Regions from separate parts of the Zea mays genome. Here region 2 is linked to region 1. A link is a contact called in public Hi-C data. All regions are on one chromosome and are shown on one strand. The core of a region is the stretch at or near the end of the contact, and the rest is flanking DNA. Distances in the headings are between cores, read along the strand shown. Region 1 holds the start of LOC100101532 (respiratory burst oxidase-like protein C). Region 2 holds the start of LOC100194037 (F-box protein).

Region 1 (3,962 bases), core at 551-3,050:
CAGAAGCACTCAGCATAATGATCTGGAAACAAAAAAATGTCATTTTTCAATAAACTGATCACGAACATACTTTTCAGTTTTCCCGCATCGAAAAAAGTAACCAAACAACCTAGCCTGGCCCTTTAGACTATGACCCCAGTTCAATAAATAAAATAAGCTCTAATCCAAAAGCTCCCCCCCCCCCACCCCGGTTCCACGCTGTTTGAGCAGATTAGAGTACTAGTTAGGCAGCATGACTGAAATGCCCCCACCAACTATTGCTTTCTAGCCTCCAGCCTCCTGTAGGTTAGAGTTCCATCTCCATCAATAGTAAATTTACTAAGAACCCCTCCCACGTTCTAGAACGACCAATATCGATTTTGCCAAAAAAAAAAAAAAGATGTCTGGAGACCGGCCGGTGGTGGGGATGCTTTCTCCGCCAGTTTCGCCGGGATGCCTCGATTAGTCGGCAATGTTTCTCCAAGCTACTGAGTCCGTAATCCTTATTATGCGCAAATCCAGGAACACAAACTTGTAAGGCAACAAGAAAACAAGTACATATAACTACAGAGGCATGGAAATGGACAGACCAGTTATCAAAAGACCCCAAATAATTGTACGAAAATATCCCCATACGGGAGAGGAAAAAATATCGCAAGTGAAACACAAAGCACAGCGACGACGAGGAATTGTTTACCTCTTTCACCTCGGCCTCCGTGATATGGCCATCTGCATTCTTATCCACCCTGATTAAAATGATACATACCAAAACGAAGACGGATTAACTGAAAACCTGATGTGTTCATAGAGCGCTAATTAGATAGAAGTTCTCAGATTGCGGGGTTACATGTCAAAGAAGATCTGGAGGCGCGAGTCGAAGCTGTTATCGGTGATCTGCTGCCAGATCTCGCGCAACTCATCCTTGTTGATCCTGTCCACCTGCATCTGCCGGCGGCGGCTCAGCGTGTCGAAGAGCTCCATCGCGAACTCCTGTGACTCCGTCATCCCTGCATCCAGAACTCCAATGCGATTAGGAACTAGTCACTCGAAGAAGCCTGGGGTTTCTGGAAGGGGAAGGGGAAGGGGAGAAGTGAACCTATGCATTTGGGGAAGTCGGCGCGGGAGAGATAGCCGTCGCGCGCGAGGCGGTCGAAGTTGGCCTGGACCTCGATCCAGGCGTTGCTGGCCTTGTTGCCGCCGCTGATGAAGCGGAGGCCGCGGATCGCGCGCTGCGCGCCGGACTTGGTACGGTCGAGCTGCGCGCGGCGGCGGCGCTGGGCGCGGGCCTCGAGGGCGGCGTCGATGCCCGAGGGCGCGGCAGCCGGTGGCTCCCCCGCGAGATTGGCGCGGCTCTGGGTGCGCGTGAAGCGCTTGGTGAGGTCCTGCGAGAACTGCTTGGCGCGGCTGGCGGTGGCCTTGAGCTCCTGCGAGAACTGCAGCAGGCGGTGCGAGGAGGTCCGGCGCATCGCGGGCGAGCGCGAGCGCGACGGGGCCGCGGACGAGGACGGGGTAGGGTCCGGGTGGCGGCGGGGCGGAGCCGGAGCAGCCGCGGCCGCCGCCGGCTCGACGCTCCGCAGCACAATGTTATCGTCCTCCAGCAGGTCCAGCGTGACCTCGACCAGCTCCTCCCCGTCGTCGGAGCTCCGGTCCGAGCCGCGCGGAGAGGAGCCCGTGCTCAGCGACCGCGGCGTCGTGGCGCCGGAGCCCCATCGCGGGCGCCCCGGCGTGCCGACGCCCGGTCCTCCTCCTCCTCGCATCACTCCTTCCCCCTTGTCTGTCTGTCCTCCTCACCCCCCGGCCGCTGCTTGAAGCAATGAAGCCACCACCACCACCAAACTTCCTTTGACGATTTGGGAGCGAGCGAGCGAGAAAAAGATATAGCTCACGCAACAGTCCAAGCCGGCGCGACCTAAAACGCGGTAGCTCGTAGTCACCCCTCTTTCTCTCTCCCCAACTGCGCGCGCGTGTGTGCGTGGAGAAAGAAAGAAAGAAAGAAAGAAAGGCACCCTCGTGCTCGTGCCGCGGACAAGCGGAGCGGAGTCCAAGCTAGCCGGTGCCGAGCGGAGTCCAGGCACAGGCTAGTACGTGCTGGCGTGCCGCGGCGCCGCGGCCGGTACATCCGCTCCGCCAGCTCATAAAATATTTATTACTGCCCGGTCAGTGTGATATGTACGCGTCCGCACTTGCCACTCCAGCGACAGAGACTTGCTAACTTTCATTAATGACAATGTGGCTGGATTTTAGTTTCAGACGATGGTTATTACATATTTTTAAATCAAACCTATAGTTTTAGTTTGTTATAATTTCTATAGGTATAACATATAGTTTTCGGTTTTAAAAAAACTCGTTAACAACCTCATAAAATACGATAAAATCTTACATTATGTCCATCAAAATTAACAACTTACAATTATTTTTTATAATCATGTAATAACCGACCGTCCGATTGGGAATATAGATGAGCATGCAACCTAGAGCACGGCAGCCCGGCACGAGGCCCTTTTTTTTGGCTCGGCCCAAGCACGGCCCGGTCCGGCTGGATGCGTGCCCGGGCCGGCTCGGACCAACCAATCAGGTTGTGCCTGGGTTGCTGGCTGCGCTCGCCGGGCGGCACGGCTCGGCCCGCCTAAAAACGGCAGGCACCGACCGGCCCGGTATCGGGGAGCGAGGCATAAGCTCGTCCTCCCGCTGGCGGTTGGCCCCACTCGGCCACTCTCCGTCTCCGCTGTCCGCTCGCTCGGCTCTCTCCCTCTCGCGGTCTCGCCTCTCGCCCTCGGCCTCTCCGTTGCTCCTCGCTCCGCCTGCTGCTCACCGCCTCACCGTCGACCGTCGCCGTAGTCTCTGCCGGATCTTCGTCACTAGCCCCGTTCCGTGCGGCGCCGCTCTCCAGGCTCCGGCTCTGCATCGGTGAAATCCCTAACCCTAATCACAAATCCCTAACCCTAATCTCCGCTCTTCGGACTCCGGCTCTCCCTCCCATCGTCCCGCGTCATCGTCTCCGGCTCCGGGCTGCGGCTTGGCAGATAAGTCCCTCTCCGGCTCTCTCTCTCTCTCCAGTCGGCCATCCTAATCTCTAACCCTAACCCTAATCTCCTCTTCTCCGGCTCTCCCTCTCGCGTCGTCCGTCGTCGTGCACTTTACCCTCGTCTCCGGCTCCGGGCTCCGGCTTGGCTGGTATGTCACTCACTCACTCTTCCTCAGTTCATCACCACCAGTCGACCGTCCTAATCCCTAACCCTAACCCTCGCTGCTTGCTTGTGACTTTGGTAGGTCGCCGGCTGACTACGTGGTCGTGCTAGTGCCGCCACTGCCGTCGAGGTACGGTGCCGAGATAGAAGTCGGTTATGGATGACGACGACGACAACGGTCGGTACCCTAGAACCATCAACGAGGAGCTCGTTGAGTTAGGGTAGCTTCCCGATGACGTCGACGACATGGGAGATGATGTTGCTGCCTTGTTCGGTGTCGATAGCACTCATAATCCCAGGTCGGTAAGTGATGCTGCTGGCTCTAATGAACTTGATTCATTGACTTCTTCTAGCACTGGTAAACGTCGATCTGCTATTTGGGATGACTTCACTGAAGTCACAGAAAACCTTAATGGTAAGAAGGTGTGCATTGCAGGTATTTGCAAATTTTGCAAAGCTAGGTTGAGAGCTAATTCTAATGCTGGCACTGGACATTTGCTTAGGCACAAGAAATCATGTAAAAAGAAGTTTGATCATGCTGCTATGGTTCAAACTAGACTTGCTTTGAACCCTGATGGGTCTTTTAGAAACTAGGAATATGATCCTCAAGTGGCTAGAACTAAGCTTTGTCGTTTGATTGCTAGACTTGATCTTCCTTTAGGGATAGCTGACACAGATGCTTGGGATGATTACTGGAAGAGAATTAGGCTTACACCTATTTCCTAAACTAATTTTGGTGGTTGAATTGCCCAACACAAATAACTGGACTAACTAGTTTGCCCTAGTTTATAAGTT
Region 2 (3,962 bases), core at 436-2,935, 160 kb before region 1:
TTAACCTCTTCAGAAGATATGGATAGTTTTTTTGGTTCAAAGCGTTGTTTGTATAAAATTCATAAGAGCTCACAGATCATATCCCTGCTATTTCTTACAAATCATATTTTATACAGGTTTTATCAACTAAAATATCAACGTCTATTAGGAACTTGAAAACCCAGACTTCTGAATTAGACCTATGAGCTTCAACATACATACCTGAGGTTTTGCCTCTTGTCTGACTTTCGAGGCAATAGATTTTTTATTTGGTTCAGATATGGTGCTTCCTCCATTACTTTTGTCACTATCAATACTGGAGTTGATACTGGTAATTTTCCCGTTATTGCTTGATACCCCAAGCATGTAACGGGAAGCAACAACTGTCTTCTGCTCTTCGATAATTACCTTCCTCTGCAAATTTTCCTTTTCACTTTCAGACATATCAGCTGACTTGGAAGTCCTCCATTGATGATCCGGTGCTTCCGTAATCCCAAAGGGAGTTGACATTTGCATCAAATCCTTTGGGTTTCCAATGCAAGGGTTCCTTCCTGGAACTGGGTGGACCCCTACAAGAACTGGGACAGGGATACTTGACTGCACCTTCTCAACATATATGAACTGTTCGAGTTGTAGTTTGTTTGACAAGATGAGTTCGTTGTCCTCCTTGGACAAGGAAACATATGTTGAGTGTGAAGAATCTGAAACTCTGATGAAGAAACCATGGTCTAGCCAAAGTTCTGAACCAGTGATTGCAGGGACTATGCTAATAACTTGGAGAAGTATGGACCGGTATTCTCCACATACTTTCACATCTGAGTTAATATTTTTAAGAACCTTTAATAGTATTCCTGGAGTAAGAGATGCCATTATCTTTGAGCCAGCTTATTCTTTTCCTCTGAAAGAAACAGAAAGTAATGGGAGTTAATTGTAAGTCCATTATCCACCACATGTGGATTAATATGTCTTCGTAATGGTGGTCCAGTTTAAAGAAGTCCATTATCGGACCACGGTTGTTTATATAGACAGCTGGTCTTGAATTATTTCCAGCTTCATTGTACTTGCACAACAAAATAAGGTACTACTTAACTGAGAAACACTACTTCTAGCCACACTAGGATTATTCAAAACCAGCTTGTGGCACTTATTTGTTTGTTGATTGGATCCAAGTTTTGTAGCAGTCAAGTCATTAGATCTGGTTTAGCTACCTGTTCACTTAATGAAGAATCATCTAGATTAAACGTGATCTATATTGTTTTCTGGTGAGTTGGGGATACAAGTGAACTGTTGAAGTGCCCGAATTTTAAAATAGCAGTCTGTGTTAAAACTCAACAATGTTGATGGATTATAGCTAGACATAGACAGAGGCATTGGTATGTTTGCATGTTCTTGGTGATAATCTGAAGGTTCGGCACCATGAGTACACTTTACATATTTATACATACGTTATTATGATATTATATGTTTCCGTTGCAACGCACGGGCACTCACCTAGTATGTATTAAAAATAGAGATAGGTTTAAAATAGAGATGCGGAGTAAATTTGAACTCCAAAAACTGCTAAGGACCCCAGATCAATCTGGGCCAACGGCCCACAATTCACATTACATCGACCCATCGTCGATGGACGCCAACCCAGGCAACCCTCGTCATCTCGTGGCCGTGCACAGGCGTAGCCGCGCAGCCCAGTCCGAGGTGCTGGAGGCTATTCAGCTGTTTTGGCTTGGCTTGTGGCCGGTGAGAGGTGGACACGACGACGGTGACGGTGAGGTGGAGAGCGGAGTGGCGGATCGTGGCTCCGATCCACAAGGGACGGCTCCACACATCGGGTTCCTGCCTCTGCTCAGCAGCCATGCCGGTGAGGCGGCGGCAGCCGCGTCGGCCGGAGACGGGTGCGGCGGAGAGGTACAGGGAGATGGGGATCGGGGCTGCGCTGTCGCGGCCCTGGGACTATCCCACGGCCTGCGGCGAGCTTGCAGCGCTGCTGCGCCTCGGATACGCGGACCTCCCTAAGGCAGCCCAGGCGCTCGTTGCCTCCGACGTGCTACTCGCGTTTCGCCTCCTTCCCGAGTAAGCCTCCTCTCCAATCATGCATGTATCCAGCATCCCTGATGTTTGCGGGATTGCCGAATTTGTTTGATTACTGCCCGTTGATGATAGTTTGCTGCTCGAAAAATTTAGCCGCCAGCCCCGTGGATATGTATTGATGATGATTGATATTTTTGCTTGCATGGGCTTATCTTAGATGTTTATTTCTAGCTTGTTCTATCCATAGTGTTCACACAATATTTTCCTTAGAGCAACAACGATTGTAGGTACGCAGATCCGCATCTGTTGGTCAGGCTAACACAGCATTCATATAGCTCTCTCATCAACCCGATGGTTTGAGCATACATTGTAATAGGTTGTCTGTTCTTAGGTTCATACTCTTAAGCACTTTGTAATTTGTATGACGACATTAGAGTAGCTCTGATGTTGAAACATCGCTTGAATAATTCTGCCAGTATCAGGTGTACGCTGTCACTTTGACAGTCATTGTTCTGGGATGATTAATTGATCACCAATGATATGTAAAAGAAAAAAAGTATTATCGATGACTAATACATCGTAGAGAAGCATTGGTGTTGTATTCCCTCATCTGCAAAACTGAACTTCAAATCTTAAGTGAAGTTTGTACAAGGATAAATACTGTTACGTAATGTGCTTGATCTGTTCAGAATTAATATGGAATAAAAAAAATCAAAACTAATATCCAGCCCATTATAAGAAGTGGCTCCATTATAGGCAGGCTTATAGATGTAAATAGGGTGATAATACTGTATCAGTTTACGCTTTACAAAACAATTGTCATAGCTTGTGCACGAGTTCTCTCACTCTTTTTATTTTTTAAAGAAAAAATAAAGCAGGAGCACTGCTATTGCATATAAGAAGGATGCAAGCAGGGTCTGCAGAAGAACTGAAATAACTTGAAAAGATACAACAAGGCATTAAGCTACTGCAAGTTCTCAACAAGCCTGCCTACACAGGTCGACGTCCTCCTTAGGCTATGGCCAGCAGATCACGTATATGGCCATGTAAAACACTGTTTTATACTGTAGACAACAATGTGTACATAATGGAGTTTGAAATAAGAGATGAGGCTGAGTAAGCTTCTGGAGATAGCGTTAGTAAGCTGCTGCACCTGCACTGGTTGTTGAAATCTGCCATCAGAGACTGCACGATTTCTTTCCTTCCATATTCCAAGTGGTATAGATCATCTGTGCTGCCTTTCTTCTTTGCTGCTATATGGAATACAGGTGCAAATACAAATAGGAGCCCCATAGTGGGCTGGATACAAGGCCTAGGCCCAATAGGACCAGTACACTCTAACACTTTCCACGGAAAACTCCTGTTCTTGTCAATCTTCCTCAACACCCACTTTTTGAGAGCAAACGCCGGTAGGCCACTGAGGCGAGCATTGAGTTCAAAGAGTTAATTGCCCTGCATGATTCAGGAGACAGATATTCGTAGGTGAGAATAAACAGCATGAACGATTTTGTGCAAACACTCAGTGCAGAAGTTCTCTGGGTCATTTCCTCAGGTTTTATTACTATCCCATTGTGTTAATGTGTCTTGTTTTTGTCAATGCTTTCTCTGATTTTGATGCCTCTAACGTTACATTGATTTTGTGCTTCATGTTTTGCTAATAAATCTGGAGATATATGCGCTTCCAAAGCTCAGTTTCTCATGTTGTGATTTGCATTTAGTTTTCAAATGGTTATAATTTCATACGGTGTGTTGTTTCATGTTAAACTACGCTATTCAGTTAACTTCATTCTTCAATGGTATTGCTACAGAATACTTTGTATTAACTGGTTCTTTTCCCACAGTGTGCAGACAGGATATGCAGTAAGCACAGCTAATGTTCTTCTCCAAGCAGTAGAAGTTGCTCTACCAAAGCAAAAGAAGGCGCAGGCTGTTTCAGAGTTCAAGCACTCTATTAT

What was found. A called contact is a pair of places that touch in the nucleus more often than the background predicts.
Region 2: a contact with region 1 is called in a Hi-C map of ear, with 2.2 times the contacts expected there. The contact joins the promoter of LOC100194037 here to the promoter of LOC100101532 in region 1. A contact is called at or near these places in 8 of 25 Hi-C or Micro-C datasets (bundle sheath, ear, endosperm and 2 more) and 2 of 3 datasets of contacts at active chromatin or transcription factors (leaf and seedling).

The regions. Positions count from the first base shown.
Region 1 is chr6:171,326,968-171,330,929 of Zm-B73-REFERENCE-NAM-5.0, reverse strand. It overlaps LOC100101532 (respiratory burst oxidase-like protein C), which reads right to left and starts at 1,800. Exons shown (of 14, transcript NM_001112548.1): 1 at 1,076-1,800; 2 at 827-986; 3 at 677-725; 4 at 1-22. The coding sequence starts at 1,736.
Region 2 is chr6:171,482,336-171,486,297 of Zm-B73-REFERENCE-NAM-5.0, reverse strand. It overlaps LOC100194037 (F-box protein), which reads left to right and starts at 1,685. Exons shown (of 6, transcript NM_001139098.1): 1 at 1,685-2,049; 2 at 3,849-3,962. The coding sequence starts at 1,832. LOC103631604 (DUF936 family protein) reads right to left here and starts at 849. Exons shown (of 2, transcript XM_008652475.2): 1 at 202-849. The coding sequence starts at 849.